Regions from separate parts of the Salmo salar genome. Here region 1 is linked to region 2. The links are chromatin contacts, called in public Hi-C maps. All regions are on one chromosome and are shown on one strand. The core of a region is the stretch at or near the end of the contact, and the rest is flanking DNA. Distances in the headings are between cores, read along the strand shown.

Region 1 (5,193 bases), core at 410-2,909, 61 kb after region 2:
ACACCTGGGCTGACATAACTGTATTTGCAGATGTTGACATTGATGGTATACTGTGAAGTGCAAGAAGATATATTGTGATGTACATGATTATTATATTTGAGCTTTACAAATCAAAACTATGCAGTTTTATCAGTTAGGCGGTATCAATGTTGAAAATGAAGTCTAAAATCATTAACTAAGCCTTACTTTCCCATACTAAAATAATTTAATGTGAACGCGACTATAATATCGTAAATATGCACAGATATCGCAGAGTCTGGAATTATTTAGTCATTAACGACGTTAAACGATTATATCGCAAATTGCGATATTTGTAGTAGCATGATGATATGAGAGAAATTGGAAGAATGACGCACACGGAGGTATTCAAATTCACTGGAACTCTGTAATTTACACATTGTTATAGCTAAATACATAACAATTATCTCCTTTGATTCAAGATAGTTTCATGGGGTACCCAGTGACGGTGAAGGAATTCGCACCAGAGCTATGGTAGGGTGTTAAGGGAGTAAAATAAACATTGCTTTTAATGCTGAATTGAGTACACCAGATTATAGCTCTGATTTGCAGCTCTTACAAAAGCCGGCCTAGCTAAATACTTTGGATTTCATTAAATATCATTCTTACATAATCCTCATTAAACTACATTAAATGTATTAAATATTAGTGGCGATAACGCAACGTTGTGATTTGCCATGTACTTAACTATCTAGCTAGCTACTACTAGCCAACGTAACGTTAGTTTGGTACATACTTTATTATAATACTGGACTGAATACATGCTTTGTGCAACGTTAGCTTAGCTAGCTAGTACTTTTGTCAAACAGCTGATGCTTGTTGCGCCAGCTACTAGCATTCTTCCAAGTCCCTGTATGCAATGATAGCCATGACAGTTAGCTAGCTAAATATACCATGCCATGATAAAGTCGGTGACGAGGCAACCAGTGTGCACAGACAAAACTTAGCTTGCTTGCTTCTAGCTAACTGGCTAACAACTGCTAGGTAGCGGTTACCCAGTTCGTCGGCGATTAAGTCGTTGCTTACCCGACTAAACCAGATGCTTAGTTGAGTCTCTGACAACACAGCGAAGTAAAACCTCTGTGAGTTGGGCTGAATATGAAACGGTTCCTCTTCACTTTTCAGTGGACAAAGTAGCCTCCGGGGCCAGCCAGTTAGAAAATACATGACGGTCAGGCACTCCGACTCGACACTCCGTGTCACCGGGCCAGTGGAATGGCTATATTCCCAACGTAAAATAAACTATGTTGTCCAATCGGTTCATGAACAATTTGTAGCAAATTCAATCCCGCGTAAAGTCGATTTTCAGTCAAACGACATTCGTCCTGATCCTAGAAATCCATAAGCGATTGAGATCCAATCAGGCTAGCTAGCCAACACTGCTAACTTGAAATAGAACTGTGGAGCTCCTCTGAAAACAAATCGCTTGCGCACACGGGACTTTAAGTTAAAAACAAAATGCAACAGTATGAGCGAATTTATTTTTGTTATAAAGGTATCCTTTCTGCACCTATCTGAAAAAACATGTCTTATTTTTATTAGCGATAATAATTTTATCTTCGGCGTCTCTCGCTGTCGCCATCTTTATCGATTCAACTAGCTATCCTCGATCCGATTCGCTATCCCATGTATCTCTGCCCACCTACGTGAAGCTAGCCACAATAAGGATTAGCCACAATATTGGAATTTACGGCTCGCCTTCTAAATAAAAGTCCCTGACTGAAATGAATGCAAATGGTTAAAAATAGCGGAATCATATCATATTTGGACTAAATCATGTTAAACAACGTTGGAGATTTGATATATAAATTCAAAAGACAATAATGAGTTAAATTGATGTAAAATAATATTTAAAAAATCTGTTGAAATTGCACCGTGGATGTATTACACTTCAGAATTGCATTGGGGGAATATTTATTTCATTGTACAGCATTACCTATGGATTACTGAAATGGGGTATCAGTCTACTCAGTGACACCCACAGAACACAACTGTGAAGTGTTTACACATATATACTGAACAAAAATAAATGCAACATGCAACAATTTCAATGATTTTACTGAGTTACAGATCCTTTAAAGGAAATCTGTCAATTGAAATAAATGAATTAGGATTATGGATTTCAAATGACTGGGCAGGGATGCAGCCATGGGTGGGCTTAGGCCCACCCACTTGGGAGCCAGGCCCAGCCAATCAGAATGAGTTTTTCCACACAAAAGGGCTTTATTACAGACATAAATACTCCTCAGTTTCATCAGCTGTCTGGGTGGCTGGTCTCAGACGATCCCGCAGGTGAAGAAGCCAGATGTGGAGGTCCTGGGCTGGTGTGGTTACACGTGGTCTGCGGTTGTGAGGCCGGTTGGATGTACTGCCAAATTCTATAAAACGATGCTTACCATAAGAAATTAACATGAAATTCTCTGGCAACAGGGACATTCCTGCAGTCAGCAAACCAATTGCATGCTCTCTCACTACTGGAGACATCTTAGAGTGGCCTTTTACTGTCCACAGCACAAGATGCACTTGTGTAATGATCATGCTGTTTAATCAGCTTCTTGATATGCCACACCTGTCAGGTGGATGGATTATCTTGGCAAATGAGAAATGCTCACTAACAGGGATGTAAACAAATTTGTGCACAAAATCTGAGAGCAAGTAGCTTTTTGTGCATGTGGAACATTTCTGGGATCTTTTATTTCAGCTCATGAAACCAACACTTTACACGTTGCGTTTATATTTTTGTTTAGTATATTAGTGTCATAGCTCTTATTGTGGAACTTTGACTGTAGGAAATAACCTCCCCAGTTAGCCTATTGCACTGTACAGCCTTACCTATGGATTGTGGATGACGCAAATGGGTTATCAGTCTACTCAGTGACACACAGAACACAACTGTCAAGAGTTTAAACAAATATTAGTGTTGTAGCTCTTATCGCGGGACTCTGAAACCACTGTACAGCCTTATGACACTAATATTTGTTTAAACTCTTCACACTTGTTCTGTGGGTGTCACAGTAGACTGATACCCAATTTGATTGATCCACAATCCAAAGGTTAGGCTGTACAGTGCAATATGCATGCCCAATACACATAGTAGGTTGACTGGGAAGCTTAATGTGGCTCACTACAAAAACCTCTCATTAGCTACCAGGGACGCATCCTTGATGGAAGCTTCCTCGTTTGGGGGCTTATCTAAGCTTCTGAAGGGGAAGCTCCAGATAGCCCAGAATAAGCTGATCAGGGTAGTATTGAAGGTAAGTCTACGTACTCACATAGGCAGGAGCTGCTTTCAGGAACTCAACTGACTGCCTGTTGAGGCTAGGGTGTTTCAGATTAGATTGGTTTACAGGAGTATTTATGGTTCTGCGCCCAGATATCTAACTGATTCATTTCCCCATATTAGGGATGCACACAATCACAGCTCCCAGATCAGGTGTTGCTAATGTGCGCTTATACAGGTTCAGGAGTAATGCTGGGAATGGTACTTTCTTGTATACTGGAGCATCAGAGTGGAATGAAATAAAAACGACGTCCGCGCTGGGCAGCTTTAAAAAAAATATATAGTAAAAAAAAAAAAAATGTTGGATGTCTGCTGTGCCCATATGCATGTACCCTATGATGTAACTGCATATGCATGTACCCTATGATGTAACTGCATATGCATGTACCCTATGATGTAACTGCATATGCATGTACCCTATGATGTAACTGCATATGCATGTACCCTATGATGTAACTGCATATGCATGTACCCTATGATGTAACTGCATATGCATGTACCCTATGATGTAACTGCATATGCATGTACCCTATGATGTAACTGCATATGCATGTACCCTATGATGTAACTGCATATGCATGTACCCTATGATGTAACTGCATATGCATGTACCCTATGATGTAACTGCATATGCATGTACCCTATGATGTAACTGCATATGCATGTACCCTATGATGTAACTGCATATGCATGTACCCTATGATGTAACTGCATATGCATGTACCCTATGATGTAACTGCATATGCATGTACCCTATGATGTAACTGCATATGCATGTACCCTATGATGTAACTGCATATGCATGTACCCTATGATGTAACTGCATATGCATGTACCCTATGATGTAACTGCATATGCATGTACCCTATGATGTAACTGCATATGCATGTACCCTATGATGTAACTGCATATGCATGTACCCTATGATGTAACTGCAATGATGAAATCGATTTTTCTCTTTGTTTTTATGTTTTATTATCATCTCGCTGTCAAACTGTGTTCAACCGTGCTTGATCTTGCCTAGACGTCTTGTCTCAAGAGGACCACAATGGAAATAAGTCCCAGACTTTGTGTGAAATCCTCGATGAATTTACTCATGTGCATGTATGACTTTTTCAAGTTGTGTGCTTGTTTTTTTTAAATGGTCGAATTAATAAGCTAAAACTAAACTTCACAGTGCTTTCAGAGTCCCGCACTTTGAGCTACAATGTAAATATTGGTGTAAATTCTTCACAGTTGTGTTCTGTGGGTGTCACCGAGTTCACTGATACCCCATTTCATTGATCAACAATCCATAGGTAAGGCTGTATAGTGGAATAAGTTTGCCCCCAATGCAATTCTGAAGTCTAATACACCCAGTGCGATTTTAAATATTTTGTCAAATAACATTTTCAAATGAACTATTGTCTTTTGTTTAATATATATATATTTGGAACAACGTTCTAAACTTGTTTAGGATTATCTAGTCCAAATGACACGATTGCACCATTTGTAGCCATTTGCATCACTTTTATTTTGAAGTCAACCGTAAATTCCACTATTGTGGCTAATCCTTATTGTGGCTACTTCACATAGGTTTCCCCGCCCGGTGTGAAGTTTGCGTGGAACGAGATGTTGACATCTGACTTCATTTTCTCGTGAACTTCAAATTTGAATGGCTCATTGCTGCTCTCTGATGGTAATATGTGGAGATTGCAAACACGGATGCCAAACCGGCTGCGAGCGTGCATACTTTATTTTGTCCCCCCACGACACTCAGGTTAAAATATCAAAACAAACTCTGAACCAATTACATTATTTTGGGGACAGGTCGAAAAGCATGAAACATTTATGGCAATTTAGCTAGCTAGCTTGCACTTGCTAGCTAATTTGTCTTGGGATATAAACATTGAGTT
Region 2 (5,749 bases), core at 798-3,297:
TGAGCAAACAATCGCACGTTCTCAATCAATTTGTCCATGCAAATTTGACCCATACATGTTCAGAATAAGGTGGTGTAAAATGTGTTTTTTAAAGTAGTATTGTTCCTGAACGTTAGCCATCTGTGTTATGCCGTCTTACCTCTTCTTGCTGGTCGATGAAATTGTAACACGCAACAACGACAAAGTCATTCCACCAGGCCAGCCCCCCGGTCACGGTCATGTTCTGCTCCTGAGTGATGTTCCCAAACAGCTTCCATTTCCTGGAGGACATGGCGTAATGTGCAAATCCACGTCTCCCTGCCACCGCTATGCACTGGCCTGCTGTGTCTATGGCTGCAAACTGGAGACACACACACACACACACACCTCTCATGCATTAGAAGCTATAGATATAGCAGGCTAAGTGCACATGACGACATTGGGTATCTGGAAAAACTGCATTCATTTGACAACTCAGGTTAACATGGTTTTATGTAGCCACACACACACACACTGAATACTTATCCCTAAGGACAGACGTAGAAGTATTTCCCACACAGACTCACCCGTATAGGCCAATTGCTCTCTAGGTATGTGCTGTGAATCTACGACAGAGGAAAAACACAGGATAGTTTGACTGACAGGATACTAAACATCATTTCTAACTTGTTAAGCTTCACATCAACATATCGACGCAACATTTGAATTAGATAGCCAGCTAACGGACAATAACGCTTTTTGAATTGGAAATGAATGAAGACGTTTATGAGCTTGTACCTGGACCACGTGCCAGTGCTTGTGTCCCAGTAAAGTGCTGAGTCCCTGAGAGATGGAGTTGGGTGAGGGGGCGGAGCGGTGGTGAAGGGGGCTGCCCTCCAGGCCATGGGCGAGGTTATGGGGGTGAGGGGTGTGAGGGCCATCTGAGCTGCTGGATGGGACCTGGGTGGGGTCACCACACGTCAGGTACAGACGGTCTTCCCCATGTAGTAAAACCTGCTCCTGGTTACTCTGGGAGGGACAGACAACAGGGAATCAACGAATAATCAATATGTTTGCAACATATCAGTATTCTACATGAAAGTGCCCAGCAGGCAAAATTGGTTGGTGTCAGGAATGTGTGCATTGTCTATAAACTCACCGTGCAGGGATTAACGGTGAGGGCGCTTTTGATGAAGTGGAACTGCAGTACTCCCGCCTGCTTGGTCTGGGTCGGAGGTGGAGCCTCCTCCATGTTCTCTACAAGCTCCGCTTCCTCTTTACTGGTGATGACCCACAGGTGGTAGCCTTCCGCTCCCCAGCACATAGAGCTGATCTTTATAGGATCCTTCTTAGTGCCGTCTGACCGATACCTGGGGTTGAGACCGTAGTCATACAGAAGGGTTTATAAGAAACACAATTGCAAGGAGAAAAAGATACTGTTTTGCACCGTTTTTTTGTTGTTGTCCCATTCGGGATGAAGCCTGCTCAAATCTATACTGTATGAGAGGGCAGCCTGCATCATAGAGCGTAGCTGACAAGACGACAGCGACGTGAACTGTACTACGGCTGCGGAGACCTTGAGGGGAAGGAGGAAAACGAAGACCAACAGAGGAAGAATAAAGAAGATCGTTGTCTCGTCACTCACGCAAAGTCCTCCCCGAGCGTACAGATGAGGTGCGCTCCGAACACGCTCCACAAAGACAGGCCGCCGCACTCCCAGGTCACCATGGCAACGCTGTAGTCGGGGGACCAGCGGATCAGCGTCACCGCGCCCGTCTTGTTCCACACGTCTGAGGAGGGAGATTCGATACGGACACCGGTCAGACAGAAATCCTTTCAGTGATACAGTCGAGTCAATTCCATTCAGTCAATTCATTTCAAATGAGGAAAACTAGAATAGGAATATGGTTTACTTCCTGAATTGAAAGTGACCACAACTCTGCTTTTACAGTAGTATGGTTTATTTGGTTGAACAGTGCACTTGTTTGACAACAGAGATAATACAGTACCGTGTAAAATAAACATCCCTGTGATGTAACTACCACTAGGGGGAAGGAGTGGACCATAAACAAACCAATGGTTCTGCATGGCTGATGTGTTGAGGGGAACTACTACATAGAATCACTTGCACTTTCGAGTCAAAAACGAAAACCAGCACATAAAGAGACATCATGTGATATCATTCGGTGTTAAAACCCGACGGGGTGTACTAGTTTGTATAAAAAGTGTACTTTCTCTCATCTGTCAACACTAAATGAGCTGGTGGTCAGTCAGAGACAGACATACCGGGGAAGTGTTTTGGGGTGAGCTCCAGCTTGTGGGAGAGCTGCATGGATCCTGTAGTGGTGTCAATCATGTACACCAATACTGAGCCACTGGAACAGAGAGAGAGAGAGAGACAGACAAATTAAAGACAGACAAATGTTAATAATTACTCATTCATTCTCTTCATTCTAAGGTAACATTGTGCTTTGGCAATATGTACCAACGCCAATAAAGCAAATTGAAATTCACAAACACAGTCAGTGGATTCAACACATGTCTTAATAATGCTGACCCATCAGAAGTAGGCATATCACATAACAGCCGCTTGTGCAGTCAAGTTCATGTCAATCTTGTTTAATACCGAGTACCAGCAATTAATTAGCCGACGTTTCCTAAATGAAAAACAAAACGCTGAAATAATGAGCAGGTATTTAATGAACAGAAAGGTTGCAGATCCCACAGCCAGTGATTGACTCATTATCTCTCTGCTGAACTCCGGGTCTCTCTGCTGAACTCCGGGTCTCTCTGCTGAACTCATCACTGCAGGCCAGTGTGTGAGCAAAATAATCTGCTGTCTGTCTTTGTGATTGGTGTGTGTTTGACAAGCGGTTCTCACGGTTTGTGCAATCTGCCAGCTTGTGTGCGTTCTCACACACACACACACACACACACACACACACACACACACCTCCTGCTTAACTGACTGGCTGAACAGTGGGACCATGGATCTCCTGATTTTGTCATTAGCATTCCAGTTAAACAGCATAGAGGAAGTGGCTACACAGGCCTGTACTGATGTTGGCAGGACACACGTACCTGGCACAACCGAACGCCATCAGCCTGTACTTATTGTTGACCGCCACACACGTGCCGTCTGTTACATCTGCTGCCCAGACGCCCTGCAGCTGCTGGAGGAGACAAGAGACAGTCCGATAGATCACTGTACTTCACTCCCGACACACACACGCGGACGCTCACCCGCAGGCAAACACTCGCATCCACCGTTTACTTCCTGTTTCCCCCACACCCCCATTTTTCATCAACCCTTGACAGTCACGCTTAACATGACCTACAGAACACGGCTGCGTTGCGTGCGACCCGCAGCAAAAAAACGCACACGCCCCGACACAACACTTCTCCCACCGTTCTTATGAATTCTAGCCTGCCAATCGTCAAGCACCACAGCAAATCACACACACACAGACTTCTTTCTCTTACTTCCGCAGTAAACCTGCTGGCTACAGGACTGATGAATCCCAGCCTCCCGTCGTCAAGCACCACAGCAAAGCCATCCAGAGTCACACAGTACTCCATGTCTCTGACGTACAGCCCCTCCAGATCCAGGGACGGACCACCTGCACAAGCAATAAAACGCATGAAGAAACACATCGATCCAGAAACACTACGCACATACATGACTTCAGGCCTACGTAGGGACGACACTTAGGCTGCGTTTACACAGGCAGCCCAAATCAGATCTTTTATTTTTTTGTTGCCAATTGGTCAATCAGATCAGCGCCGAAAAAGATCTGATATGCAACGATTTGACGGCATGGGTGAAAAGACCAATGAGTGGAAAAAAGATCTGAATTGGGCTGCCAGTTAAGATACAATCTCTATGGCTGCGTTTTTATGTAAACATGTATAGATGTAGTGGGGAGAGGACGGTGTAGATTGAGCACAACTGCAAAATGTACACATGGGTAGAGGTTCAGGTTAGTTGAGAGGGATCGGGTGGGGTGGGTACTGGTAGGCGAGGTAGGAAGAGGGTGGCGAGGAGACGATGGTATACAGTGAGTGTGACTGACCGCGTGCTGACTGAAGGTCCAGGGAGAAGGGGACGGTGCAGAGACTGATAGCCTTCCGGCCGTTGCTGACTCCGTCCCAGTGGAGGATGTGGAGGTAACCATCAGCTGTAGACACCAACAAGTCCTCCTGAAGAGACTTAATACTGGGGGAGGGAGGGGGGAGAGAGAGAGAGAGAGAGAGAGGTGGGGATGTTAAAGCAGCCCATAGAGGATCTGAGAGGAAGGCCTCGAAACAATGATTTACGGCAGCAGATCAGAAGCACCCAGCACCTCTCCTACAGTCACTCAGACCCCTTAACGCAGTCCTTCAAATAAACGCTCCCGCTCATTGTTATGCCTGAAGCGCAGCTAGAAAGACATAGTGAGAGAAAGAAGAGGTGAGAGAGCGAGTATGTAACAAAGCGACTGTCAAATTCAGAGGGAGAGGGCTCGCGCAACAGAAATGAGTAGAACATGAAGAGAGCAAGTGAGTATGCGACAGAAAATTGAAGACGTTGGATAAAAGGAAGAGTGACAGATAATAGAAGATGACAGATGAAGAGAAAGATAAGTGTCATTCTCCTGGAGAGATGCAGAGGGACCAGGCTGGAATGTGTGGTCCCAGTGTACTCAGATGGTATGTGAGTACTGAGGACTACCCGATAGCCTAGCCTCAGTAATCTGACTGTGGTTTGGCTTCATCTCTCCAGAGCAGAATGGGGCATTCTAGAGCCAACAGCCACCAGGACTCTCTGGAGAATGGGCCTTCTCAAGCAAAAAGGACAATACTGGAGCTTAGCTGCTCTGCTCAGTTCACCCCAGGCATGCGGCTCTAAAGCCAGGCTACTGGGAGGATGGGCACACACACACAGAGAGAGAGAGAGACACCCCCACACACAGACAGAGACACACAGACAGAGATACACACCCACACACAGACAGAGACACACCCCCACACACAGACAGAGACACACCCCCACACAAAGGAAACGCAAGGATGATAGATCTTTAATGTCCTACTGAAGTCCACAGGGACTAGAGGAAGAATGTGCGAAGCCATACGCAGTTAAATAATTTGCCGCAGTCAAATTGACAAATTGGTTTGGGAAGAAGAGGAAATCTCTTCAGCACAAAATTTACACAGTGGCTGAAGTACGTACCATGCACCAGTCCAGAATGTAAAACAACATTTTTGTTTACTTGCATACTTAAAACACACTTCAGTGTCCAGTAGGAGTTCCAGTATGTATGTATGTATGTATGTATGTATGTATGTATGTATGTTTGTAATGTATGTTTTGTAATGTATGTATGTATGTATGTTTGTAATATATGTATGTATGTATGTTTGTAATGTATGTATGTTTGTAATGTATGTATGTATGTATGTATGTTTGTATGTATGTATGTATGTAATGTATGTATGTTTGTAATGTATGTATGTATGTATGTATGTATGTATGTATGTATGTATGTATGTAATGTATGTATGTTTGTAATGTATGTATGTTTGTAATGTATGTATGTTTGTAATGTATGTATGTTTGTAATGTATGTATGTATGTATGTATGCATGTTTCCGTGTTTAGGTTTGTATACTGTGTGCATGTGTTGGGGTTTGTATACGGGGGTTTGTATACCGTGTGTGTGTGTGTGTGTGTGTGTGTGTGTGTGTGTGTGTGTGTATAGCGTGTGTGTTGGGGTTTGTATACCGTGTGTGTGTGTAGCGTGTGTGTTGG

The links. Hi-C and Micro-C count contacts between places; a contact is called where the count stands out from the background.
Region 1: a Hi-C map of muscle shows a contact between it and region 2, with 16 times the contacts expected there. The contact joins the promoter of LOC106561454 here to the enhancer-like site in region 2. A contact is called at or near these places in 3 of 3 Hi-C or Micro-C datasets (blood, gill and muscle).

Annotation. Positions count from the first base shown.
Region 1 is chrssa01:124,819,189-124,824,381 of Ssal_v3.1, forward strand. It overlaps LOC106561454 (guanine nucleotide exchange factor subunit RIC1), which reads right to left and starts at 1,660. Exons shown (of 27, transcript XM_014125432.2): 1 at 1,045-1,660. The coding sequence starts at 1,185.
Region 2 is chrssa01:124,757,709-124,763,457 of Ssal_v3.1, forward strand. It overlaps LOC106561454 (guanine nucleotide exchange factor subunit RIC1), which reads right to left. Exons shown (of 27, transcript XM_014125432.2): 5 at 4,032-4,174; 6 at 3,442-3,578; 7 at 3,040-3,131; 8 at 2,245-2,333; 9 at 1,604-1,748; 10 at 1,118-1,328; 11 at 757-987; 12 at 546-584; 13 at 140-340. Among protein-coding and RNA genes, the nearest start is that of LOC106561454, 60 kb to the right of the region's middle. Within about 2 kb of position 2,048, at least 2 of the 13 cell types and tissues checked have an H3K27ac peak or open chromatin away from gene starts, as enhancers often do. A contact at or near this core is called in muscle, where this site is marked.